Regions from separate parts of the Mus musculus genome. Here regions 1, 2, 4, 5, 6 and 7 are each linked to region 3. The links are chromatin contacts, called in public Hi-C and promoter capture Hi-C maps. All regions are on one chromosome and are shown on one strand. The core of a region is the stretch at or near the end of the contact, and the rest is flanking DNA. Distances in the headings are between cores, read along the strand shown. Region 1 holds the start of Leng9 (leukocyte receptor cluster (LRC) member 9). Region 2 holds the start of Leng1 (leukocyte receptor cluster (LRC) member 1). Region 3 holds the start of Zfp446 (zinc finger protein 446). Region 4 holds the start of Kmt5c (lysine methyltransferase 5C). Region 5 holds the start of Ndufa3 (NADH:ubiquinone oxidoreductase subunit A3). Region 6 holds the start of Rpl28 (ribosomal protein L28). Region 7 holds the start of Cnot3 (CCR4-NOT transcription complex, subunit 3).

Evidence for each region. Promoter capture Hi-C pulls out the DNA fragments that hold promoters and counts their contacts. A called contact is a pair of places that touch in the nucleus more often than the background predicts.
Region 1: a contact with region 3 is called in a promoter capture Hi-C map of second pharyngeal arch cranial neural crest. The contact joins the promoter of Leng9 here to the promoter of Zfp446 in region 3. A contact is called at or near these places in 4 of 39 promoter capture datasets (cranial neural crest, maxillary cranial neural crest, pre-B cells and 1 more).
Region 2: a promoter capture Hi-C map of cranial neural crest shows a contact between it and region 3. The contact joins the promoter of Leng1 here to the promoter of Zfp446 in region 3. A contact is called at or near these places in 4 of 39 promoter capture datasets (cranial neural crest, frontonasal cranial neural crest, maxillary cranial neural crest and 1 more) and 1 of 484 Hi-C or Micro-C datasets (B cells).
Region 4: a contact with region 3 is called in a promoter capture Hi-C map of pre-B cells. The contact joins the promoter of Kmt5c here to the promoter of Zfp446 in region 3. A contact is called at or near these places in 4 of 39 promoter capture datasets (cranial neural crest, frontonasal cranial neural crest, pre-B cells and 1 more).
Region 5: a contact with region 3 is called in a promoter capture Hi-C map of pre-B cells. The contact joins the promoter of Ndufa3 here to the promoter of Zfp446 in region 3. A contact is called at or near these places in 2 of 39 promoter capture datasets (cranial neural crest and pre-B cells) and 1 of 484 Hi-C or Micro-C datasets (B cells).
Region 6: a contact with region 3 is called in a Hi-C map of uterus, with 4 times the contacts expected there. The contact joins the promoter of Rpl28 here to the promoter of Zfp446 in region 3. A contact is called at or near these places in 2 of 39 promoter capture datasets (cranial neural crest and maxillary cranial neural crest) and 1 of 484 Hi-C or Micro-C datasets (uterus).
Region 7: a contact with region 3 is called in a promoter capture Hi-C map of second pharyngeal arch cranial neural crest. The contact joins the promoter of Cnot3 here to the promoter of Zfp446 in region 3. A contact is called at or near these places in 5 of 39 promoter capture datasets (cranial neural crest, frontonasal cranial neural crest, maxillary cranial neural crest and 2 more).

Annotation. Positions count from the first base shown.
Region 1 is chr7:4,147,550-4,151,358 of GRCm38.p6, forward strand. It overlaps Leng9 (leukocyte receptor cluster (LRC) member 9), which reads right to left and starts at 2,323. Exons shown (of 1, transcript NM_175529.3): 1 at 634-2,323. The coding sequence starts at 2,126. The coding sequence ends at 669. Leng8 (leukocyte receptor cluster (LRC) member 8) reads left to right here. Exons shown (of 16, transcript NM_001374609.1): 16 at 1-624. Cdc42ep5 (CDC42 effector protein (Rho GTPase binding) 5) reads right to left here. Exons shown (of 3, transcript NM_021454.4): 3 at 3,711-3,809. The coding sequence ends at 3,786.
Region 2 is chr7:3,664,427-3,667,712 of GRCm38.p6, forward strand. It overlaps Leng1 (leukocyte receptor cluster (LRC) member 1), which reads right to left and starts at 1,414. Exons shown (of 4, transcript NM_027203.3): 1 at 890-1,414. The coding sequence starts at 1,021. Tmc4 (transmembrane channel-like gene family 4) reads right to left here. Exons shown (of 15, transcript NM_181820.2): 11 at 3,015-3,198; 12 at 2,622-2,752; 13 at 2,393-2,548; 14 at 1,676-1,754; 15 at 1,328-1,582. The coding sequence ends at 1,514.
Region 3 is chr7:12,976,277-12,979,563 of GRCm38.p6, forward strand. It overlaps Zfp446 (zinc finger protein 446), which reads left to right and starts at 1,572. Exons shown (of 6, transcript NM_175558.4): 1 at 1,572-1,836; 2 at 2,722-3,102; 3 at 3,175-3,287. The coding sequence starts at 1,576.
Region 4 is chr7:4,737,758-4,741,574 of GRCm38.p6, forward strand. Kmt5c (lysine methyltransferase 5C) reads left to right here and starts at 2,370. Exons shown (of 9, transcript NM_146177.2): 1 at 2,370-2,482. It overlaps Gm24537 (a small nuclear RNA gene), which reads left to right and starts at 1,075; the gene lies at 1,075-1,176. Gm42369 (a long non-coding RNA gene) reads right to left here and starts at 2,323. Exons shown (of 2, transcript XR_881802.3): 1 at 1,535-2,323; 2 at 1,233-1,445.
Region 5 is chr7:3,616,046-3,619,772 of GRCm38.p6, forward strand. It overlaps Ndufa3 (NADH:ubiquinone oxidoreductase subunit A3), which reads left to right and starts at 1,328. Exons shown (of 4, transcript NM_025348.3): 1 at 1,328-1,362; 2 at 1,572-1,646; 3 at 3,385-3,462. The coding sequence starts at 1,353. It overlaps Oscar (osteoclast associated receptor), which reads right to left and starts at 112. Exons shown (of 5, transcript NM_001290377.1): 1 at 1-112. The coding sequence starts at 32.
Region 6 is chr7:4,790,913-4,794,324 of GRCm38.p6, forward strand. Rpl28 (ribosomal protein L28) reads left to right here and starts at 2,053. Exons shown (of 5, transcript NM_009081.2): 1 at 2,053-2,086; 2 at 2,409-2,497; 3 at 2,591-2,714; 4 at 3,152-3,270. The coding sequence starts at 2,417.
Region 7 is chr7:3,642,795-3,646,578 of GRCm38.p6, forward strand. It overlaps Cnot3 (CCR4-NOT transcription complex, subunit 3), which reads left to right and starts at 2,475. Exons shown (of 18, transcript NM_146176.3): 1 at 2,475-2,790. Gm15927 (a long non-coding RNA gene) reads right to left here and starts at 1,551. Exons shown (of 6, transcript XR_003946711.1): 1 at 1,459-1,551; 2 at 1,020-1,375; 3 at 380-481.

The sequences.
Region 1 (3,809 bases), core at 1,073-3,572, 8.8 Mb before region 3:
CCCAGCCGTTGGGGCCTCAGTGTTTGGGGTGAGGGAAGCCACTTAAAGACTATGCCCCACCTTCAGCTCCTCACCCCAGAAACTCCAGCCAGCACCACCGACACAACCAGACCAGCGCCACACCGCACTGAGGACTCCAAGGCCTTCGCGGGACCATGCCGGCCGGGCTGCCTCGTCTTACTCAAGTTGTATTAAGTTGTCTCCGTGTCCCTTCCTCCCTCTGCCCCAATGTTTCTTCTGATTTTTTTTTTTTCTTTCCCTCCTGCCTCTTCCCTTCCCACTCCCTGGTTCAACACAGGTAAAATGGTTACCCTCCCTTCTTTCCTCCCCTCTGCCTTCATGGATCACCAACTCACGTCATGTTTCCTTCTCTTTTCTCTGTGTGTGTGTTTATTTAAGTTACTTTTCTTCCTTCTCCCCTTTTCTTTTTACCCCTCCCCCTTCTGCCATGTAACTGGAGGATGTGCTATGAGGTTGCAAACAGCTGGACTGTCAGGCTGCTTTTTCCCAGATGCCTCCCTGCCTCCCTCCCTCCCTCTCCCCTCCCTTCCTTCATTCTCCTTGAGCATTGAGTACAGTACATTTTGGAAGCTTGAAACCAAAATTAAAGAGAGAGAGCGAGAACCTGTTTCTGCTTGGCCTGTTTTATCCGAAATATGAAACCTCGGTCATTTCAGGGAAATTTCTACCAAGGGAAGATAGCTATGCCCTGCTCTACCCATGCGGCAAAGCCAGAGTTTACTTAGGGGCTGCCTTCCTAGCTCCTGGTTCAGGGTGTACTCAGGCTTAGGGAGGCAGACCTGGGTTCCATGTGGTACCTTAGCCAGGGTGAGGTGCGGTTGTAGTTCTGGCAGCAGCACCACTCTAAGCCCTTCGGCCTCTAGCCTCTGATTCAGTGTTTGGGCCATACCTGTCAGTGTGGGGGAGGGTGTGGCACAGAGCACATGATGGCCCAGAAGAACCAAGTCCCTGAACTGTAGCTGGGAGGGTGCCTGAAGCCCTGGTTTCAAGATGGCTCTCCGAAGAGCTCTAGCTGCTGCAGCCTCCTCCCCAGGGCCTGTCAGCCTTAGCAAGACCACTGTCAAGTGCAGGGCCTGTGCTGGTACCAGGAACTCAGCACAAGAAGGGGCAATCCGGACCAGATGCTCTTGGGCCTTGACCACCTCAGCCCTAAGCCCAGACTCTGTCACCATCAGTGCCACAAAATGTGTGGGCCGGGGCTGGCGAGGGGCCCTTCTGTCGTCAGGCCAAACACCTGGATCCCACACATTTCCCATCTCTTCAGCAGAAAGCCCTTTCGTTTCCATGCCCTGCGCCTGCCACTGTGGAAGCAATGTAGCTCTGGGCTCCTCTACTGAGCTGATCTTCACTCCTGAGAAGTTCATGCTTGGGTCTGGCATTTCTAACTCAGTGGTCCCATTCAGCCCGGTCTCTTTGGTTGGCCCATCCACTTCAGGTGTCTCCAGGCTGGAATCAAGCCCAGTTCTGGTCTCTTTGATTGCCCCACCCTCTTCGTGTGTCTCCAGGCCCGAATCAAGACCTGTTCCGGTCGGGTTTCCACCCGCCTCTGCAAGGGCATCCTGGGTATCCAGACCCTCTAAACCCACCCCTGTTTTCTCTGTGTCGGGAATTTCTGCCGTGACCTCTGTCCAATGCTCGTCCCCGCCGTCCAGCGCATCAAGGATAGTGGGTCCCCGACCAGCCACAGAGCCCGATCCAAAAATGAGGTCAGTACGGGAGGCACGGTCCCATACCAGGCGGCCGCGGAAGCGGAAGTAGCGTATGCGGTGCTGCGGCACTGCCAACACGCCAGGTCCGAGCGCTGCCAGCGGCTCGTCCCAGCAGAAGGCGCAGAATGGCTCTTCCTGCACTCCCAGGAAGCGGTCGGTGTAGCCCACCGAAAAGTCAGCAGGGTCCAGGCGCGGGTCCCAGCGGATGCGTCGGATGACGTCAGCAGCAGTACGCAGAGCCGGCTTCTTGGACCCAGCCTCCGGTTGCGTAACCACCGGGGACGGCGCCGGGGCCCCGGGATGTGGCTGACGGCAGCGCGCACCGAAGCGACAGCGGCCCTCTAGGAAGAAGCGGCAGACCGCGGGGGCCTCAGAGGAATCGGCCGAGGCCTCCATGGGCCTTCACGCACTAAGCGGTCTCTGTCTGCAGCGTTGATCTCCAACTGTGACGCCAGGAACCCCTCCCGCCTCAGGTGGAAGGAGGCCAAAGGACCAGGCAGGGCGTCAGAATGTAACACGGGCTCTGGAGCTCTAATTTCAAGTCCAGTTTATTTACGCGTACCGGGTTTGTAAGCCACTGGGAACCCCCTCTTGCCCCGCCTGAAATGATTTACATATGTCCAGCCCCTCAGGGAGTCTTAAAGAGCCTGGCCCCGCCCAACCAGCCAATTTATGTGTGCGTCAAGCTTCTCTCTGGACATCCAGGGAGTCACGTCTTATTCCATACAACTTCTCCCTTTGGGGACTTTAGCGAGACAGTTTAGCAAATACTTGACAAGTGCCCCACCGCTGTCAGGGCCCCAAGAAAGGCTTCTCCGCATCCGATTTACATATACTCCGCAGCCTGGGTGGGGGTAGGGCTTAGACAACCCCTCCGGCCGCCTCCAGATACTTTGCATCTGCTCAGCCTCTCGAGACCTCTAGGGAGCCTGGCAGGGCAGCAACTGATTTACCTGAACACCGCAGCTTCGTTGGGAGGAGAGGAGTGGGACTCAGCGGTCTTGGCCCCGCCCCCAACCGTCTTTAAAGTTTGTAGCCAGCTCCCATGCAATTGATTATCTTACATGCCACACCTCATAACGAATAAAGTGACTCCTGGTTCTGCCTCTGTCAAGTTATTTATAAATGTCTTTCCTGGGAGCCTCACCCCTTTACCTTGGCCTCACTCCACCTGATTGTTTTACACATGCTCCGCCCCTCATTGGTCTTATCCTGGACTCAACCATGGTGAAATGGTTTCTCCTGTGCCTCCTTGTAGAGGTCGGGTTTTACTCCTGTCACCAGCCTAACGTTTGAAATATACGACCCACCCTTTTGGAAACTATAAAAACCCTTACTCTACCTCTGGTTCGGTTAATTTAAATTGGTCTTATCCCTCTAGGGACCTAAGATAGCCCCGTCCCAAAACAAACCCAGAGACTAATTCTAATTGTTCCTCCCCTCTGAAAACCTTTGAGAATTTTGCTTCACCCCCCTCCCGATATAGGTTCGGGCAGTCCTGCACCTCTAGATGTTAAAATATCTGGACGTCTCAGGCTGAACTTTGTGCCCAGATTTGTAACGCAACAGCCTCCCGCAGGGCGACACACAGTTGGTGGGACCTGAAGCCCTTCCCACGGGAACCACACCCTCGTGGCTCCAAAGGCTCGCCAACCGCTTCCCTTTGCAGGGAAGCGCCGCCCAGTCAGAGTGCACCTGGAGGGAAGTGGATGGCCAGGCGACTGTGACTCTTTATGCCAGATAGCAGCTGTCACGGGTGTTGGACTTTATCCAGGTGGTAGTGAGGATCGGTCAAGGTTTGAGGGATGAATAGGACTGTGGTAGAGACTCCGCCTTTGGGGAGGGGCATTACATGAATACGTATTCAAACTCTTAAAGGAGCATCACTGACAACTTGACTTCTAGTTGGTGGCACCCCAACTAGAAGTGGCACCACCCTACTGCTTCTGTACCCTTTCCCGCGTAAAGTGAATAGACAGTCCATGGCACAAACCTCAGCCATTTATGTGTACAAAAGTGGAGTGCTGGGAGGGAGGGGTTGAGGGAATTATGACACTACAGACCGATGACGTCGTCCAG
Region 2 (3,286 bases), core at 164-2,663, 9.3 Mb before region 3:
AGATAGGGATGGTCTCTGATTCACAATTCTCCCCTTTCTGCAGCCTTAGTATCTGGGATTAATTACAAGCGTCACCTTTTTGTTTGTTTGTTTTGTTTTGTTTTGTTTTTTAAGACAGGGTTTTTCTGTGTAGCCCTGGCTGTCCTGGAACTCACTTTGTAGACCAGGCTGGCCTCAGAAATCCACCTGCCTCTGCCTCCCAGGTGCTGGGATCAAAGGCGTGCGCCACCGCCACTACCCGGCTTTTTTTTTTTTTTTTAAGCCCACACTAATTCATGATCAGATTGGCCAAGGGACTTAAGTGTAAACCAAACTAATCGAGTAACTTAGAGTCTGTGATGTGTGTGTGGTCTTCAATACTAGCGTTCAAGTGGAACAGGCAAGCTGAGTTCAAGACCAGCCTGGTCTACGTAGCCAGTTCCATAACAGCCACGGCTACACAGACCCTGTTCCAAATAAAACCTCCAGATGCTCTTTTCTTGGCAAGCAATGAGGGAGGGAGAAAAGACATGCCCAACGAAGTGGACCCCGGCTTGTCCGCCCTTTGCCCTCCTTGCTGAAGCCGTTGTACTCAGAGCAAGGTGACCGCACCCCTCCAAGTTGTTCTAAGAGGGAATTTCTCAAAGCAAGCGCTCAGAAGGAAGGGAGCATACACAGAGTGGGTGATCAGTAATTAACTTGTGCGGGCAACCTATAAAGTAATCAGAATATTTGTCCAACTCTTCCAGTATGCTAGTCTCTGGTCCCTCAACACCAGTGGGGAAATCTAGGAAGGTTTCTTGGAAGTTAGCACAGGATTTTCAGAGAAACATCGTCGAACACACAGACCCGCTCCCGGCACCGAGTGATAGCTAGGCCCGCCGCGCTTCTGGGCGGTCCCCAGGCTTACCTCTTGCTGGGCGAGCAGCACCCTCCGCTCCCGCTCCTTCTCCTCCTCCCGGGCCTGGGCCTCGTCGCGCCGCACGCGGGCAACATTGTCCTTGTTCCGGACGTGCCAGCTCTTCTTCGGCAAGATATTCATGGCTCCAGTGCCGACCTCGGACTGTCAGGCCCACTCTTCAGCACTTCCGATTGGCTCGAGGATGCTCCCGCCCCATGGTTCCACCCTTGCTCGTGCATTGGTTCTGGGCCAATTGTCACGTCCCATCCTAGCCTTGTTTAGAGATTATTGGCTGAGAGCCTTCCATCTCAGCCAATCCTAAGCATTTGTAACCTGAGTTGCTCCACCCCCGGACGCTGCTTGATGAGGCTGTTGCCTGTCTATTCCTTTAAGCAGACATAACCTAGCTCTTCAGGCCGATTTGGACCTGGCCCCTCCCCAAACCCCGTCCGAGGCTTCAGAACGGGGTTTCAAAACGCAAAGCGGCCTTGACTGTTGTTTATTAATACGGTTCAATTGAGAGTGTAGCATTCGGGTGGCAGAGGGCGGGGAATTTGGTTCCAGAGATGAAAGAGTCCCATCACTTGATATGAAGTCACTGAAGCTGAGGGGCTGAAGGTTCAGCCAGACTTATCAGGAAGTTCCATTCCTTGAGCTCAGAGCCACAGCTCGCTGGGCCAGGAAGACTTTATTCTGCACTTCCTGCGGGCAAAAAGGAGCGAAAGTGAAGCACACCTTTTCATTCTTCTTTCATAGTCTCATAGAGCCCTTTCCGGGGAAATCAGCCTGGCTCACCGTCTCTATCTGGCGTTTGAGCTCAGAGATGAGGCGTCCGTAACAGTTAGCCAGGGCTACGGTATACATCATCAGGATGCTATGGAAGACAGGAATGAAAATCACTCTAGAAAAACAATCATCTTCATCATATGGCTCCTTAGAAACCAGGCTGGAGAGATGGCTCGTAACCGGAGCACTGGCTGCACTTCCAAAGGACCGGGGTTCAATTCCCAGCCCCACATGGCAGCTTACAATTGTAACTCAAGTTCGTTACTTCACACAGACAGTCACACTGTCCAAATACCAACACACATAAAAATTAAATGAATAAGTAAATTAAAGAAACCAATATCAGGATCCTCAAATCCCTTAAAACCCTTTTTGAGACTCTGAACACAAGTCTTTATCCTCTCTCTTTAGACCCAAAAGTTCAGACCCTTTAACCAGAGGTTAAACTAGAGGTTCAGGCTCCATACCTCCTCCCCCTTCATCAAATCGATAAATCCACACCCTAGCCCTCCTTTCCTCAGACCAGGAATCCAAACCCAGATGTCTTTTCTTAGACCCTAAGCATTCACACTCCGACTCTCCTGCTCTTGATTTATAGGCATCCCGGCCAGCCCCACGTCTCTGTTGTATATAGGCACCCAGCCCACCTCTCTAGCACTCAGGTGCCCAGAAACTCCTTTCTCTTTCAAACACTAAATTACACACATTCAAAGTCTGACTGCTCACCTAGAGAGGATCAGAAGAGGTACAGTAAAAGCTTGGGTTCCCAGAAAGTAGAGAAAATTCTGGGCAGTCTGAGGGAGGCTCTCAATGGCCTCAGGGATCTGGGCCCAAATGGACAGCTTCCCGCGGAACGGGCCACACAGTTTCGAAGGTGGGATCCTGTAGGGGGAGACACACTGGATTCAGTCAAGTCGAGCTAGAGTGAGAACAAACAGAAGTCTCTCGTACTTACAGGAAGATACTGTAAAGCACGGGAACTGCAGAGATCGCCAGACCCACAAGGAGAACCAGGGGGAAAAAGAAGTTTGCCGTGGATGCTCGGAAGGTGCGGGAAGCCGGTGAGTAGATGGAGAAGAGGGTTATCTGGTAGGGAGAGGCGAGGAAATGGAGGTGTAAGACTCAAGAGTCAATCCTTTGCTTTTCCCTGTTTCTTATCTTGGAGCTTTGGCCTCCTTTGGGGGCTGGGACCAGATCTCTGAGCCAATAGGACTCTGACTTCCAGCTCCCTCCTCCCATCCTCAGGGCATAGTAATCAGGGCCCTGATAACCGTCCTCCTTTCTCTAGCCCAGGACTACAGCCTCCAACACCTGTCAGCTCAGACCCTAGGCTACTCCTCAGACTCACCTTCTTCAGGCAGAACAGTATGAGGAACTTAGCAGTGTTGATCAAAGGCAGTAAAGGGCAGAAGAAGCTTCCCACCCAGACCACGGTCTGCGCATAGATGAGCCCCAGCACCTCATCTGGCACCTGGAACTCCAGGGTTCCCGACAGACGACCCAGTGCCCCAGGACAGAGGCCACAGAGTATCCTGAAGGGCAGAGTGGGACAGTCATAGGCTGCCTTTTGGCTTTCCTAACTCTACCACCCAGCCCATTCCTTGATTTTATGTTTATTTT
Region 3 (3,287 bases), core at 322-2,821:
GGCTAACAACCATCTGAAATGAAATCTGATGCCCTCTTCTGGAGTGTCTGAAGACAGTAACAGTATAGTTACATATAATAAATAAATATTTAAAAAAAAAAAAAAGATCACACACAGTTAGGCAAGAACGACTGGTGACCAAAATGTCTCCCCAATCCAAGAGGAAACTTGAACACCCCAGTACCATAGACCTAGCTATCTGTTATAAATTTTATTTTGTTACCCTAAGAGCTAGGTCAGTAGGTCACCACAGGCCCTCTACTTTAAGACAGCTGAGAGGCTAACCTGGGGGAACTTAGATCCTGCCTCAAAAGATAAAATGTTTCATGGTTACATTGGCCAACCTAATATAACCATTATAATTAAGGACTGAGTTGGGGCTAGCTCAATGATAGTTTACCTATTAAATATGTGGTCTTAGATTTAATGGCCTGAACAAGGGAGAAATAAAGATGGTAATGGTCATGTCAAGCCCAGGGGTAAGATGTATACCATCACAAGACTCAACCAGGTCTATCCTGTGGCACATAGAAGGCTTAGAAACCAGCCTAGCAGGGAGGTGAGCACTAGAACAAAGGTGTTTCCAAGAGAGCTTTCTGGGAACCCCCTTAGGCCCCCTTAGCGCTTCTCCTCAATAGGTAGGTGGTGAGAGTTGTGTCCAGAGAATCTGTAAAAGACAAATTCTACCGACAGAACTGCTCAGGAGTTTTGGATGTAGAGAACCGCTGCTCTCTACAGTAGCTGCCAAGGAGAAGGTTCCTGGGTAGCAGAAGAAACCCAAGTAGGCAGATCGAGTTCAGGATTGAATGGTTTATATCACAGTCCAGCCACTTGATATGTGGAAATAAAACTAAGCCCATCTGCAATTAAGCTAAAAAGCCTCTAACTGTCGGATATGGGGGCCCATGCCTTTAATCTCAGCGAATGGGAGAAAGACTGGCAGAACTATTGAGTGAGCTCCAGGCTAGCTAGTAGGGTCTACAGAGTGAGTTCCAGGACAGCCAAGGACTTTTATTCTTTAAAGGCCCCATTCCCCCACAAACAAACAAAATGCCATCAACTGCCCATTGGGAGAAAAAAAATAAATATAAGTCATCTTGTCTAACTACATCCTCCTAAGTAAGGGTTGAGTATACCTCGTAATTTTAATCAGAAACCTCCGTCCTTATTTTCAGTAATGTTATCTGAAGACTATTAGTGAGGGTTGGTAATTACATGGTTACCTCCTCTGAGCACTTGTTCACCTGTAGGCCTACTGTCTCCACAATATCCAGGGAGCTTAACGGAGATCCGATGGAGGCCATACTGAGTTTTTCTCGCCCACCACCGCCTTTCACCTGGATTCCCAACGGGATTGTCTAGAACAGTCTGGACTCAAGAGGCCAAGGAGCCTCCACCTAGGCCTTCTCCGAGGCAGGGGGACCCTTACAGCTTAACTCAGAGAACAGCAAGAGGCCCTAAGTTGTGCGCTAGCTGTTACCTAGGAGACACAAGGAGCGAGAGTCCTTCCGGGAGCGCTAGCTCTGATTGGTCAGGATGCCTCTCTGGCCAATAGAAACCAGGTCCGTTGCGCACATGCGTAAGGAGGCTAACCCACAGTCGGCTCCGTCCTACGTGAGTCCTACGGCTGCGGTTGCAAGAGAAGAACGGCTGCCAAGTCAGGAGTGGGAACCCCCCCCGGAACTCTGCAGCAACGCGACCCCAAGGAGAGGAGCGAAGAGTCTCGCGCGTGAGAGGCCTTGGAAGCGTGCTGTCGTTCTTGCTGAGGCTCACGGGAGACGTAGTCCGAGCGAAGGGGGCCGATCCGGCGGAGCAGATGCAGGATTGGCCGGGCTGGTAGGGCAACGCGCGAGGCGGGGCGTTCTCTGAGTGGCAGTGGGACGTGCTCGGTGTCACTTCCTGGAAGTGCCCCAACCTCCTGGGGCTCTCCCACGCGTCAGAGGTGAGCTCACTCCTAGCTGGGCGGGCGCAGCTTCATAATCCGGCTCCTCGGATCACCGAGAGCACCTCCCAGCCGTCGGACCCACCCCTTTCCTGTGTCAGAGCCTGACACCCCAACTCTTGAGTTTCTCCAGAGCAGGACGGATGTCCCAAGAGAGCCGATTTAAAACCAGAATCTTAAGAGCTGGGACACAGGTTCCAGTTTACAACTCCACACAAAACGGGGCTGTTTGATTTTGGCTTTTGTTTCAGGGTTTCACATGCGTAGTAAGCTGAGGCAGTATGAGGCATCCACAATTCAGCTGCGATCAGCGAGCTGTGCCTCCCAACCCATAATAAGCTCCTGAGAATGCACCCAGGCTTTCAGCTCTGCCCCAGGTCTTGTACCTGTGTCTCAGAGCCAACTCTTCAGCTAGCACAGTGGTCTGCCTCCTGTCTGAAGCCTCAGGGCTCCAGGTCACCCAGGATGATGGTCCCACCCCCCTTCCCTCCGTGTCCTGCTTGACCCTTTGTCTACTGGATGAGCCACTTTCATCTCCCAGGAGCCCTGTGTTGTACCCAAATGTTTGAGCCCGTCATTTGCAGTTTTCTAGAAGGTCCCTGGACATTCCACCCAGTCATTTATCTTCAAAACAAAATACAGCTGCTCAACTGCTGTGGGGCTGCACCTCCCATGACCTTCTTTGAAGTTCTCCTGGCCTCAGGGTTCTCTTTTCCGGCTTCTAGGAGGGGTCTGGTGTGTGTCTTCTGACCTTAGATGACATTCTTCCTTTTCTGTAGGTCCCTCTGTCACCTCCAAAAAGACCCTTCAAAACAAGAATGCCATCTCCTCGGGGTACCCCACACCTATCCCTCAGAGACTCCAGGACCACCCTTGAGGAGCCTGAGGCTGCACGACTCCGTTTCCGGGGTTTCTGCTATGAGGAGGTTGAGGGACCCCGAGAGGCACTGGCCCAGCTTCGAGAGTTGTGTCACCAGTGGCTACAGCCTGAGTCATCCTCCAAAGAACACATAATAGAGTTGCTGATTTTGGAACAGTTCCTGGGTGTGTTGCCCCCTGAGATCCAGGCCTGGGTTCGAGGGCAGCGACCAGGAAGCCCCGAGGAGGCCGCAGTTCTTGTTGAGGGGCTGCAGCATGATCCTGGGCAGCTGCTGGGCTGGGTGAGTGAAATGACATTAGCTTCTTAGAAGGACAGATCGAAGGGAGAGCCCCTGTGACATGATTCTCTTCAGATCACAGCCCACATCCTGAAGCCAAAGATGCTTCCTCTAGTCCAGAAGGAGTCCTCAGGGAGTCACCACATCTCAGCAGCAACGGAGTCCTCCAAGGCAGGCCTTGCGGAGGC
Region 4 (3,817 bases), core at 1,120-3,619, 8.2 Mb before region 3:
ACCTGTGTCTAGCTTGTTCTCTCTCTCTCTCTCTCTCTCTCTCTCTCTCTCTTTCTCTCTCTCTCACACACACAGACACACACACACAGACACAGACACACACACACACACACACACACACACACACACACACTTGTTTCTATACAACTGTCCTGGTAAAACTGCCCTCTCTCCTTCACTCTCTCTGCCCTGCTCTCTCTTAAGTAGCCTCTTGTTTTCTCTCTGTTCTCAAGAGAGTTGGGCATATCCCTATTCTATCTACTCTTGTTCTGATTCCTCACTTCATCTGTTTCTCAGTTAACATCCCTTTCAAACACACGTGTCTCCTTCTACAAACTAACTTTACCGTCATTGTTTGGGATTAAAGATGTGTGCTAAGAACACTAATGTAGGGGCTGGAGAGATGGCTCAGTGGTTAAGAGCACCGACTGCTCTTAAGGTCCGAAGTTCAAATCCCAGCAACCACATGGTGGCTCACAACCATCTGTAATGAGATCTGATGCCCTCTTCTGGTGCATCTGAAGACAGCTACAGTGTACTTAGATATAATAATAATAAATAAATCTTAAAAAAAAAAACCCAACAACAACAAAAAACACGAATGTATTCCAGCCAGAGTAGCCATGTTGCTGTATTAAATCTCTCTACCCAGTTGTTTGCTAGGCACATCTCTTTTTCTTTCAAAATGGAAATCAAACCACAAGCCTCACCCATGGTGCATATTGTATACCCACAGGCTATACCCTCATCCTGGAATATACTTCAACAGTCTGGAAGACACTTTGCTATTTAGTGGGGTTTTTTCCCTTAAATATATTTTTATTAGCCATTTGAAAATCTCATATAATGTGACAGCACCCAAGGACGATATAGTCATCCTAACCCGGAGAGCTGCTTAGGGTAGGGAGCTGTCTTAGAATTTAGGAGAGAGAAGGGTGGTGAGGCATGGACCTCAGACACTTGAAAGTATATCAGTGTATGATATTTGCTTTGTAGACGCAACCATGAAGCTGTGAGTTGGCAAAACCCCAAGATCACAGAACGGTGCAAAACTTCAGCCTCCTTAAAAACAAAATGTTGCAGCAGCACATATACTAAAATTGCAGCGATACAGTGAAGATTTGCATGGCTCCTGTGCAAGGATGACGAGCAAATTCATGCCTGATCTACATGGTGAGTTCTAGGACAGTCAAAGCTCATGTCTCAAAAGAGAAGCTACTATGATTTAATCAATTGTGTGTGTGTGTGTGTGTGTGTGTGTGTGTGTGTGCGTGCGCGCGCGCGCGCGCGCGCCTTGGCATGAATGTGGAGGTCAAGGACAACCTTCAGGAGTCGGTGCTTTCTTTCCATTATGCGGATCCTGGCTATGAGACTTGTGGGCAGGTGCTTTTACACACTGGGCCATTTCAATGTCCCATCTCACTTCAATCGGTTGTTCCTTCAGTCTGTAGTAACAAAACATTCTGTGCTGTAGGCATTATCCTAACCCACCAAATAGATAACTCAGGAAAGACAAAAACAAAAGTAAGCTTACTTGTTTGGACGTAATTATGATATCCTGCTAATTATACTTGCAGGATTGAAGAGGTGGGTAATCTTAATTAAGGGGTTTCCCCAGGGGAGTGCCCCATGAATCAGAGCTTGTCTTCTAAGTCCCAACTTCTCAGCGTCGTCTCTTTCTGAACTGTTCACAGGCAGGACAAGAAAACTTCACAGAGTTCTTGTAGGTACAATTTTCCAAAGATAAGGAATACTGGGAAAGAGAAAAGATCTTCTTGCTAAGCAGGGTTGGCACTGAAGTTTTGTTGCCATGGCAACCAATGGTCTCCTGGGGCCGGGAGCGCGATGGCGCGTGTGTGCATTCACCTCTTTCCTTCCTGGTTCGCTCAGGGATTTTGCCCCACTTCAAGCTGAAAGAAAGAGAATAGAGCTCCGGATTTAGGGTGATGGGCGGAGGCCTTAACGAATGGAAGCGTGGTCCTGTCCAAGGCCAACCAATAATATACGAAGTTTGTCTCTGACAGAGCCCTCCCTCTTTTCACTTGGACCTGAATAACCTGACCCAAACAGAGTTTCTGTTGGAGCGACGGCTCTTTAAGCCAATGAAAGCACTGATTTGGGACAGTGCAGAAGAAGAGGCGGGACAGATTTTTATGGCAACGCCTGAATGACAGCGACCCGAGCCATTGGCTGTAGTTCGCTGGATTTATTGACAGAGTGGGCGTGGAGGGGTTTTGTCAGGGCACCGACTGGGGCCAGAAGAGGCGGGAAAAAGAGAGCAATGAGAGTCAGCCAATAAGAACAGCGCGAGTTTCATAGCAACGGAAGAGTGACGGCGGGTTGGGCCAAAGGAAGGTTAAGCTGTTTGTTACGCCGGCCGAGGGGAGGCGCGGCGGCTGTGTCGGACGAGAGCCGGAGGAGGCGGTGGGTGGAGGTGGCGGCTGCAACGCGGGTTCCTGAGGAGAAGGAGGAGGAGAAGCGGGTGAGGGGCGGCGCGGGGCCCGACCTCTGAGCCCCCTCTTGGCCCCCGCCCCGCGCCGCCCGGCCTCCCAGTCACCCCCTGAACCGGCTGTCCCCGGGCCCTTCCTCGAACCTTGCGGTCCAAGTCTCCAGCCCCGCGGATCTACGCGCTCCTCACTCGTACCCTTCCCTGCACCCTTGGAGCCCATGCAGACTCCTCTCTCACTCTCAGGACTTTCCTTGCACCTTAGGAGTCGCTCCTTGCCCCACCAGGGCCCATCCCCACCACCTTTTCCTGCATCGTAACCTACCTACCCTGTCACACTCAGGGCACTTCCTGACTCCTGTCTCACTATCCTGGTCTCTGAGGCCCTTCCTCTGACTCTCTGTTTCCCCAGCCCCCTTCTGCAACCTTCCCAGGCTTTAGTTAGCTACTTAGCGCCCTCAATTCCCTCCTCGAACCCGTAGGATCTTTCAGGTTTCCATCACTTCAAATCCCCCAGGATTCCCTCAAACCCTGCTTGGAACCGCTAAGCCCTTCCCTTGGACCCCAGGCATATCTACCCTTTGGATTTCGTGGGCTCCTCCCTTGCAACCTCAGGTGCCTTCTTCCCCCCACCCCCGCCAATCCTGACTTCCCTCCATCTTTCTCTCCCCTTTCTCTCCCTTCACATCATACTCCCTACACCTCACTTTGTCTTTTCCCAGCTTCCAGGCTTTTTTTCTAAGCACCCTCTTCATTTAACCCAGACCGTTTTTTTTCCAGATCTTTCTCCCAGAGTGGCGGAGTGTGTCTTGCCACACTCTGCCTTCTTGCTCTCTCCCAAAGCGCAGAATTGTCAGACACACCACAGTGAGGGTACTGGGTAACCTGGCCCTCCATTTTATTTGATTTGGTTTTCTGAATCTATTTTTTTCCCCTCTTTGCCTCCGACCCTTTGTTTTGACTTGTTCCTCCTCTCCTTTCTGTTCCTCCCTTCTTCCTGTTTTTTGTCCTCTGGCGGGCTTCCCTTTTGCTGGAGTCCTCGGAGAGGCATTAGGGACTGGATCCTTCTTCCCCTAATGGCTGCCTGGGCTCCACCCACAACCTTTTGACCACTCCCCAGAGGAGGGTGACCTTGGAGGGAGGTGCTGAGGACGGGAGAATCAGCCTAGCAGGGGGTCAGCAAAGGCAGGCCAGAAGCTCCTATGGAGTTCCTTTTCCCCTTTCCCTTGATGAGAGCCCAGCTATCCCAACTCCCTCCTGCCATGCTAAGCCTTTGGAGTTATCTCAGGCAGTTAATTAATCTTCCTTCCGCCTGGGTACACAGGGACCTGTCTCTTACATGTGCACTTGGCAAAGTGGTCTTTGTGTGTG
Region 5 (3,727 bases), core at 78-2,577, 9.4 Mb before region 3:
GTCGACAGCTGGAGTATCAGCGACAGGACCATGGTGGGCACTCTCCGTGGAGCTGAGGAAAAGGTTGACCCTGCCTTTTTCACTCTGAGGAAATGAAGCAACACCAGAAAGCCATGTGAGAGTCCTGTTTAGGGAACAGAGGAGTCAGGTGGAGGCTCCTGGGTAACTGTGTCATAGTTTCATTGTCTTGGAAAAAGTTGCAAGATGGAACAGTCATAGCCTCTGGTGTTCTTTAATTTAACTTAAAAGTTGGGGAGGAGGGCTGAGGACGTTGTCGCTAAGTAGAAGACCACTTGCCCAGAGTAGCCTCAGCACTGAGGAGAGAAAGGAAAGGGGCAGGTGGGAGGAAGAAAAATGGAAAAGAGGAAAAAAACAACAACAACAACAAAAAAAACAAAACAAAAAGGTAGAAAGGGAAAAAGAAGCTTGCTGTACAATATGTACTATGCCGGTAACAAGAGAAGGCTCAGACTCCATTACTGCTCTCACTGTCCAGTCCAGATATGTTAATTTTTTTAAGTGATGTGCATTATCTTAGAGGCTCAGGCTTGTAATCTCACCAGCTTGAGAAACCAAGGCAGGAGGCTGTCAAGTTCAAAGATTGCAGGGCCAACTTGAGCCATTTAATGCCCTGTCTCAAAATAAAAAGTAATGAAAGGGCTGAAAAATGTGGCTCAACAATAAAAGATATGCCTAAAATCCACCAGCAGGGACCTGGGATAGTAGAATCTATCAGCAAGTGGACGGAGGAGTGGCTCAATCGGAGATGGGTAGCCTAGCCTGTCCTGGTTTCAGTTTTCAGCACTAAGGGGCAGATGGAGGGAAAAGCCATGATCTGCATGCTAGTAACACAAAGCACAGGCAGTCCTTAATATATTTGGGATTAATTTAGAATTTCCAGAATGAGCTTATGTCTAGATGTGATCTCAATGTAAAGCTGACTTTTTTTTTTTTAAGGTTTATTTATGAGTACACTGTTGCAGTCTTCAGACACACCAGAAGAGGGCGTCAGATCCCATTGCAGATGGTTGTCAGTCACCATGTGGTTACTGGAAATTAAACCTTTGGAAGAGCAGACAGAGCTCTGAGCCATCTCTCCAGCCCAAAGCTGACTTTATTACAGGAGAACGTTATGTTACTTCTCCGATGCATTTGCTGAGTTATAAACTATAAGAAAATGGTGAGGCCAGCAGGTGTTCAAGGTGGTTTAAATCTTTCAGTCCTCTTAAGCCTCACTCCAGAACTACAACTCCCGAAAGGGTCCACGTCCTCGCCCAAGGGGCGGGGCCTCACGCAAGGAGAAGGACCACAACTCCCAGAGAGCTCCGCTCCTTGTCGCCGCCAAGAACAAGATGGCCGGGAGTAAGTACAGGTTTGGAGCTCGCGGGGATCAAGTAGTTCCAGGAAACTGTGGGCTGATCCGTGGCTGAGTCTCAGTGGAGCCTTGGGGACCGGTAATCCGTCCCAGAATAGGGGCGCGGCAGTCACGAGGGTGCAGAGCAGGGGTGATACGAGAGTGTTAGAGGTCACCGCAGTAGTCCCCAAGGGTGACTGTCTTCTCACCTCTCTAGGAATCTCTGCCTTCCTCAAGAATGCCTGGGCGAAGGAGCCGGTGCTGGTGGTGTCCTTCTCTGTCTGGGGCCTCGGTGAGTGCCCCCTTCCCCGGCGCGAAAGTGCATCCTCCACCCGGAAGTCATCAGCATTCCACGGCACAGTTTCATCTCGCATCCCCTTGCCAGCCATATCCTGACATTACTGTCGCTCTTCCCTCACCACACACAAGAGGTGCACATTCAACTCAGTTTGACTCTGTAGGCAGAACTCCTCGGCGAAGTCTGACTTATGCAAATCTCTCAGCAAGCCTCCCACCTTGCAGTGGGACAGGGTTACTCACAGTTCTGATGCATTGAAGCCCGGGAGATGGAGGTGACCTGTTAAATTTTCATTCTGAAAGTCTGGGGTGAGGCCTTGGATTTGGCAGCCATCACAGTACCAAAATTGTCAGTATTGCTGGCCTGGAGTGTGACAGAGAAGTTCTAAAACCCACCACCAGCTATCTACCACCCTGACTTTCAAAGACCTAGAATGCTCTAATGTATGTGGTTTTAATTGATTATATGTTGAAATAGTGATTTAATGTATACTTGGTTCGTTCTTAAAGTTAAAATTACATTTTTTAAGGTGTGTGTGTGTGTGTGTGTGTGTGTGTGTGTGTGTGTTGGCTACCAGTTGGGTTTGGGGGGTCGGAGGACAACTTACTGGAGTCAGTGCTCATTCTGAGTTCCAGTGAGCAGGTAATTTTAACTATTGAGCTCTCTCACCACACTAAGGTTAAAAACTTCCTTGAACTGACTTCTTCTGAATCTTTTCAGTTTTCTTTTTTATAGAGGATACAAATCACTTAGCTCAAGTGGGCCTCAAACTCACAGCAGTCTGCCTTGGGTTCTTATGTGTTGATATCACACGCCTGAGCCACCATCCCTGCATATCTTTATTTTATTTTATTTTAATTATTATTATTATTATTTGGTTTTTCGAGACAGGGTTTCTCTGTGTAGCCCTGGCTGTCCTGGAACTCACTCTGTAGCCCAGGATGGCCTCGAACTCAGAAATCCACCTCTGCCTTCCAAGTGCTGGGATTAAAGGCATGCGCCACCACTGCCCGGCACGTATCTTTTCTTAAAAATGTGTGTGCGCCTCTGGAGGCAAGAAGAGGACGTAGGTTCTTTTTCCTTTGGAGTGGGAGATATTAGGCATTTATGAGCTGCCTGACATGGCTGCTGCGGATTGAACTCAAGTCTTCTGGACGACTAGAAAGTACTCTCCTTACCTGAAGAGCCATCTCCCAGCCCCCTCAGCTTTTACACACTATGTTATCTGTGTTTCTGTATCCACATATGTGGGAGTGCTCACAAAAGCCAGATACGTTTGTTGGATGCTGTGGAACTGGAGTCAAAAGGTGCTAGGAGCCAAACTCTGCAAAGCAGCAAGTGTTCTTAATTGCTGAGCCATCTCTAGCCCCTTAACATGTGTAGTTTAAGATGTGAAATTAACATGTGGTTATTAACTTGTATCAGCAACACTAACCTGATACATTCCTTTCATGGCTATAGCCCACATGGGCTAATCTAAAGGCTATCTATCGTGACCAGTCTTTGGACCTCATGTGTTCCTGAGTGCTTGTCTCCAACCTCTATGCTATTCTCCACTCTCAGGATTTACACTGACCCAGGTTAAGTGGGGATGGTTGAGTGCTGAGGACCCACCAAAGGGCCCTACTGGTTGTGCTGGCCTTTTCTCGCTCCCTTTTGCCAGGGCTTTTTCTACCCTTTCCCCACCCCTGGAGAGCTACTTCATCCTGGGGTCTTTTGTCTTTCTCCACAGCTATAATTATGCCCATGATTAGCCCCTACACCAAGTATGCTAGCATGATCAACAAGGCCACACCCTACAACTACCCAGGTGAGCAGGGACCTGTGTTGGGGGGAGGGCCAGACATCTGTGTAGGAGAGTCCTTAATGCATTGAAATGTTCTTTGTCCACGCTTTTTTTTTTCCTTTCCTTTTCTTTTCTTTTCTTTTTTCTTTTCTTTTGAGATAGGGTTTCTCTGTGTAGCCCTGGCTGTCCTGTAACTCACTTAGTAGACCAGGCTGGCCTTGAACTCAGAAATCCACCTGCCTCTGCCTCCCAAGTGCTGGGATTGAAGGGGTGCACCACCACCGCCCAG
Region 6 (3,412 bases), core at 803-3,302, 8.2 Mb before region 3:
CCAAGCCATGGTCCACACTAGGAGGACCCAACAGCTATTATAGGGAAGTCCTGATCTTCCACACATCTACCCCTTAAATGAGTTCATTCTCCCTGGGGTGGGAAACCTCGAGACAGTTCTGAACAGAACTAGTTCTCCCAAGACTCTATCTAGTTTCAGAGTTGGAGAAAACTGAGGATGATGGAGGAGAAAAATCACATTTTCCACCGTGATGCTGCCATTGGTAGCCTGCAAACAAACCATCCGTGAGCCTGTGAATAGCATAAAGGAAACACACTTGGACACACACACACACACACACACACAGACTAGCTGCAGTGGGAGTGTATGTGAGTATGGCCCAAAACATTATATACACATACAAAAATGTTATGTAAACCTACTTTATGCATGATTAAATGCTAATAAAACATTAAGAATGACTGTGGTGGGCTGGAGAGATGGTTCAGCGGTTAAGAGCACTGATTGCTCTTTCAGAGGTCCTGAGTTCAGTTCCCAGCAACCACATGGTGGCTCACAACCATCTGTAATGAGATCGCATGCCCTCTTCTCGTGTCTGAAGACAGCTACAGTGTACTTATAAAGAAAAGCTGCCGGGATTGGCCAGGTATTGCTGAGGACAGACATGGAATGTTTCTGCATAGACAGAACCAGGCATGAAAGAATAGGTATTTAACACTGCAGCAGTACATTTTTAGAGAGGTCTGAAAATGGTTCATTGGGCACTGGTGTTTGTGTGGGACACGGTCAAGAAGAGTAATGGAACCATCTGCCATCTGAAGACTTCACGCCAGAGCAAATCTTTAAAATAGTTCATGCATCCATTTAAACAACAAGTCTTGAGGACTCAGTGATTAAGAGCACTTGCTGCTCTCGCAGAGCACCTGGGTTTGGTTACCAGCTCATATGAGGCAGCTCACAGCTGCCTGAAACTCTAGTTTCTCAGGATCAACGGTTTCTTTTGGACTTTGCATTTTACATGTTAACACAACACCCACATACATCATAATTAAAATTAATAAATCTGAAGCCAGGCGTGATGGCGCACGCCTTTAATCCCAGCGCTCGGGAGGCAGAGGCAGGAGGATTTCTGAGTTGGAGGCCAGCCTGGTCTACAAAATGAGTTCAGGGAGAGCCAGGGCTACACAGAGAAACCCTGTCTCAAAAAAACAAAAACAAAACAAAACAAAACAAAACAAAAAAACAAAACAAAAAGGAGTTGCAGAGATGACTTAGTGGTTAAGAGTTTTGGCTGCTCTTCCAGAGGACCCAGGTTCTATTCCCAGCACCCACATGGTGGCTCAAAAACTGTCTAATTGAATCCAGGCACCAGGCAGGCACATAGCATTCATATATATATCCAGGCTTAAAAAGAAAGGAAATTAAGAAATTAAGAAAGCCCTCATACATATTACAAAAAAAAAAAAAAAAATAAGTTGGGACTGGAGAGAGAGACGGCTCAGAGCACTGGCTGCTCTTCCAGACAACAGTGGTTCAATTCTCAGTAGGCACTATCTGTAACTTTAGTTTCAGAGTATCCAACAAAGGCGTGCGCCACCACGCCCGGGAAAAATAAATAAATCTTAAAATCAATTAAGCTCCACTTAATGTGAGATCTGGAATCCTCAATATTTGCATCCACAGGCTGAGGCTGGAGGATCCCACCTCGAAATCTACTAGACAAGGGCGCAAAACCGTTTTTTTTTTTCAAAATATGTATTAGTGCCCACCATGCGCTAAGTGCAGACTGAACAGATCAGGGTGATGCGATGGGAACATAGCTCTAGGAACTCTCTCTGCTTTTGGATCCTCACGAAAACCGAGTCACCGAGTTCCGAAAACTTCCTACCCCACCCCGGCGCCTCATCACGGTACGCACCGCGAGAACTCGCCGGGACCTTCAGACGAAGAGCTCCGAAGGTTCCCGAGTCAAAAAGACTCGGAGGCGGAACCCAAGGCCCAGAGGAAGCTGGGTAGCCGAGTTCAGGCGCGCCACGGGAGGAAGCGGAAATGCGTTGCCATTTTAAAGGTGTCGTCCCGCCTCTCGTGTCTCTCTTTCCGTCTCCGGCCGCCATAGGGAGAGGAGGTGAGTGTGAGGCCTCTGTCCGTCCCGCGTGGCCGCCATCTCGCTCCCACGGCCTCGGTCTCCTGCCTGGGCTTTCTCTCCTTGTACCCAAGCACCATTCGCTGCCCTCATTCCCCACCGGAAGTGGGGCCTCAGCGTCCCTTCCCCCTTCTAAGTCTCCGCGGTGTTAGCTCGGCCTGCCTCCTTTGCTCACCCTTTCCTCGGCCGTGTAAAGCTCTTGCTCGCTTTTTCCCAACGGTGCTGCCGCTTACCCAGCCGCCTGTCCACGGCCTGCTTCTTTCTGACATCTTTCACACCCCCCCCCCCCCCGGCTTCTCCCCAGCCGCCGCCATGTCCGCGCATCTGCAGTGGATGGTCGTCCGGAACTGCTCCAGTTTCTTGATCAAGAGGAATAAGCAGACGTACAGCACGGTGAGTCGGGCCCGCGTGTGAGGGGCACTGTGGCTCTTTTGCGTATCGGAGCCTCCGGGCCTTAACTTAACATCGTGTACACCTATTCCCCAGGAGCCAAATAATCTGAAAGCCCGAAACTCCTTCCGCTACAACGGGCTAATTCACCGCAAGACCGTCGGAGTGGAGCCGGCCGCCGATGGCAAAGGGGTCGTGGTAGTTATGAAACGCAGATCCGGTGAGCCTTTGCACACGATAGCGCTCCCTTTTTCCAGGGTCCAGAACTGCCCTTCCTCTGACTTCCCGGCTGTGTAAGGTGATCTTTAAATTAAGAAGTGTAGAGAGAAACTTAAGTACAGTTTCTCTATGTAGACCTCAATGTCCTGGAACTCTACATCAGGTTGGTCTAGAACTCAGAGATCCACCTGCCTCTGCTTCCTGAGTGCTTGGATTAAGTGCATGCGCTATGTCCCTCCTGTATCTGGGAGGTTCCTAAAGAGGGATGGGATTTTCCCGGGCTTTAAGACTTACCTGTGACAGTCACCTAAGGGATGTACTGAATGGGCTGGAGGGAAGATGGGGTGAGCATGGTCTTCAGAGAGGCTCTGTGTTCCATCAGGCAGATGCTCTGAAGGGCTCATGCAGATGGACTGATTCCTAGGCTTTCCTTACCAGGTCAGCGAAAACCTGCCACTTCTTATGTGAGGACCACCATCAACAAGAATGCTCGGGCTACCCTCAGCAGCATCAGACACATGATCCGAAAGAACAAGTACCGCCCTGATCTGCGTATGGTGAGTAATGGATGGGTACTTAAGGCAGGGGGGCAGCTGGTACTAAACCTGAGGGGCTGCATGCAGGCCTGGGTGCTTGGCTCTGCCTAGCTGGAGCTAGACTCGGGACTTTTGATCACTCACACACACACACACACACACA
Region 7 (3,784 bases), core at 1,225-3,724, 9.3 Mb before region 3:
CCTGGGTTTGATTCCCAGCACCCACGTCAGCCTACAATGGTCTATAGCTCTAGCCCCAGAGAATGACATCCTTTTCTTATCTCCTTGGGCACCAGGTGCACATGTGGTGTAGACACGCATAAGCTAAACACCTATACGTACACAATCAAAGTTTTTAAAGGGCCAGCAATACAGTTCAAACCGGGGTGCCTGCCTAGCAGTGTCAAGGCCATGTCTCAAACATTTTAAAAGGGCTTTGCGGTGTGGTGGCACTCACTCACTCCCAGCGTTACCAGGCAGAGACCAGATTTCTGTGAGTTCTCTGGCGAACCTAGTCTACACAGTGACTTCCAGTTCCTTAAAAGGTCGAAGAAGCAGCCACATGGTGGTAAGCACATACCTGAAATCCAGTACTTGAGAAATGGAAGCAGGAAGACTTGAAGTTCAAGGTCATTCTCTGCTGCAAAGCTCTAGGTCCAATCCAGCCTGTCCTATGTGAAATCTGTCAAAAAGGAGAGGCAAGAATCGACTGGAAATAGCTCAATAGTAGTCTTCCTCCCTAGCATGTTAAGCCTTGGTTTCAAATCTCTCTACTGGAAAGAAAAACAGGAATTTCCATGGATCATTTCAGGGAAAGAATAACTAGTTTCCAACTCTAGCTGTTGATGTAATTGTTCTAGCATAAGTCTTAAGTATCTGGATTCTACCTCCACCAACTCCCCCGGTGATTCTAAAGTGCAGCTCAGCCCGAGAATCATAACTGTTTTTAAGGCCATTAGTATATCCTGGGAGCTTGTTAGAAAAAGCAGAATTGGGGACCGCCTAGATAAGAAGGAAGCTGCATCTTAATAATTTGGCAGGGATTCCTGATAGAGCTAGAAGCAGTTCCCCATTCTTGGGCCCGCATGAAATAGCAAAACTGAATGAATAACAAACTCGAGAGAGTGTAGAAGCTGTTTAAAAAATCTGGACAAACACTGGTCCCTAGGTTTCACCTTCTTAAGTCTATGTGACCCTAAGAATATGCATCTAAAAATTACATAAATGTGTGAGCTTAAGTGCACCAGCAGATGCCAGCTGAAAGAGTCAGATCTGGAACTGAAGTTACAAGCATGCAAGCCACCCTGTGGGAACTGGTCCTCTGCAGGAAAATGTTCTTAACTGCTGAGCCATCTTTCCAGCCGAAGAATATGCCTTTTTATAAGCCATTTTTTCTCTCTTGCTTCATGCCATTCTGATGCGGTGAAATGCACGTGCACGTTCTCTTCAAGTGTGGATTTATCTTCTTTTCCTCCACATAGTAGGCAGAGATAGATCGAGTTTCCCCAATTCATGAAAACGTGGTGCTCACGTTTGCAACCTAGTCAGCAAAGGGCTATGGAGTGCTTCATGGGTACTAAACAACGAGAAATCCAGAGAGTGAGACTCAAGTATGTGTAAAAACGGCAGGAATCAAACAAAATTAAACCAGAGGCTCACCTAAGCACTCGGCAAGGGTGGTCGGAGAAGTTTACTCCTTAAGAAGCATAGCAGAACTCTAGTGAGTAGTCATTACAGATGTAACCGAGGTAGGGCAAAGCGCAGTTTCCTCTACAGCTGGAGTCCTTGCAACTCCAGGGAAGGTCCCAGTCTGCTAACTTAACCAGAGAAACGTCAGTCCCACGCCTTGTGTTTCTCAGTCGCTTCTGCAATGTTCCTGATTCCTTCTTTCTTTCTTTCATCCTTTAGAAAGCACTGAGTTTTAGAGATATACCAAGCAAACGCGCTTGGGGAATAACTACGAGGATCAGATAACAGCCTAGACAGGCAAAGGAAGGATGCTCCGACAACCACACCTGTCGGCAGGTTAATAGCTACCCTATTGGCTAACCGAGGGAAGGGGCGGGGTGTTTGTCTAGCTCCTCCCCTTAGGGCTGGCGGCTCTTTTGATTGGTAGATGACTTGGGTTTACTATCCCCAACCCTCTGGCACCTCTCCGTCTCCCACTAGATAAGCTTCCTTTAACACTCACACGCTATGCTTTTTGTCGTTTTCCTCTACCCACATTCATAGCTAACCAATGAGTTCAGGGTAGAATACACCTCGCAACCAATTACAGCTGCCTTTAAACTTGACGAGTAACTTCCCGCCCCTCACCCTGACTCCTCCCCGCTGCCAATTGATTTAGGGTAAGGGGGCGGACACATCCAATCAGCACGACACAGGCTTCCTGATTGACACCCAGGTCCTCGCGCTGGCGTGTTGTGCTCCGAGGAGGGGAGGAGGAGGAGGAGCTGGGAAGAAATACCCGAGCCAATCCAAGCAAGCTGAGCGGGAGGCCAATCGAACGCCGCGCCTTGCCGAGATCAGCCAATCATAATGAAGAGGTTGGCCTCATTCTCGCTAGGAACCAATGGGGCGCGCCTAACGGCGCAGAGCGACGTACTGCGGGAGCAATGACGGACCTATATTCGGGGCTCGGGGGCGGGCCGGCGCCAGAGAGGAGAAGAGAGGAGGGGAGGCCTCCGCCGCCGCCATCTTGGACCGGGCCCGTTCAGCTTCCGTGGAGCCGTCGGCAGCCGCTGCCGGGCCTTTCCTTGATCCCTGAATCCCCTACTCGGTCGTCTAGAACAATCCCGGGCCCACTTCCTCTATCAACAACCCAACCCTACTTCCGGCTTTCGCGCCCTCTTATCGCGATAGCGCCCGGGCTCGGGGCGCGAGGAAAGAGGAAAAAAAAAAAAAAAAAAGGCGGCGGGCGGGCGCTCGCCTCTCTCTCCCCCCTCCTCGCCTGTCGCGATACGCTCCGCAGCGGCGGCGCCAGCTCCTGCGGTGAGCGTCAGGTTCGACTGGGCCGGACCCCTTTCCCTCTTCCCTCAGCTCCATCGGCCGACTTCTTGCTCCGCGACCCTGCTGCCTGTCGCGACACGGCCTCAGCTCCCGCCGGGCCCAAGCCGCGCGCTCGGGCCCAGCTTCGGCTCGGGCGGGCGGGGACCCTCTCCTCTCTCTGTCCTCCCGCGTCCGGACTCCCGCGTGGCAGAGCGCCGGCCCCGGGTGCGAGGTGCCCGTCCTCCTCCGCGTCTGGCTGGGCTTGGAGCGGTGGGCGCGCTGCGGGCCGCGGAGGGGTCTTTCTGCTCTGGGCGCGGGGCCCACTCCTGCAGTCATGCCTTCCCCGGGAGCTCCATTCGGGAGCGTTGCCTCAGTGCACCCGAAAGCTCCAGCTTGTTGGTGTCTTGATAGGGGGAAGCCTCTTTGGAAGAGATGGATCTTGTGGAGGAAAAAGTCCCCAAGACCCGAGGGTGCAGTTAACGTTGTGAGTTGGAGCCTAAGCCAAAGTTTCCACCTAGTCCTTACAGCTCTAGCAGTGAAGTCTCCTAGAGGTCCCTTTCCACCAATCTTCTTTTTAAGGAAGCATGGGGTTTGTGAGTGTGTGTGTGTGTGTGTGTGTGTGTGTGTGTGTGTTTTGTTTTAACACTCCCTCCCCAAACCTTGGATTCAGGACTGTACCGTATTGCTCACTTCCTGGCTTCACATCTTTTGCATCTTTGAGGTGGGGTATCAGTGGACTCTAGCTTTGGGGATGCAGGCTCCACTACGATGCACGGTCTGCCTCGGTGGGTGAAGCTTCCTAAGTGGTTAGGTATTGCTGTGTGTGGTGAGGACCGCTTAGCTTTTCTTTCTAGATCTGGGTCGGTGGAATGCGAGCTCCCATGCTTTCAGTTGTTGGTGCTCTTCTGTTGGGACAGTTGAAGCACTTCTAAACAGCTGTATCTCGGTTCCGGGACTGTCATCCCTCTTAGGATTAGCTTTCTGTTCTTTTGGCTAG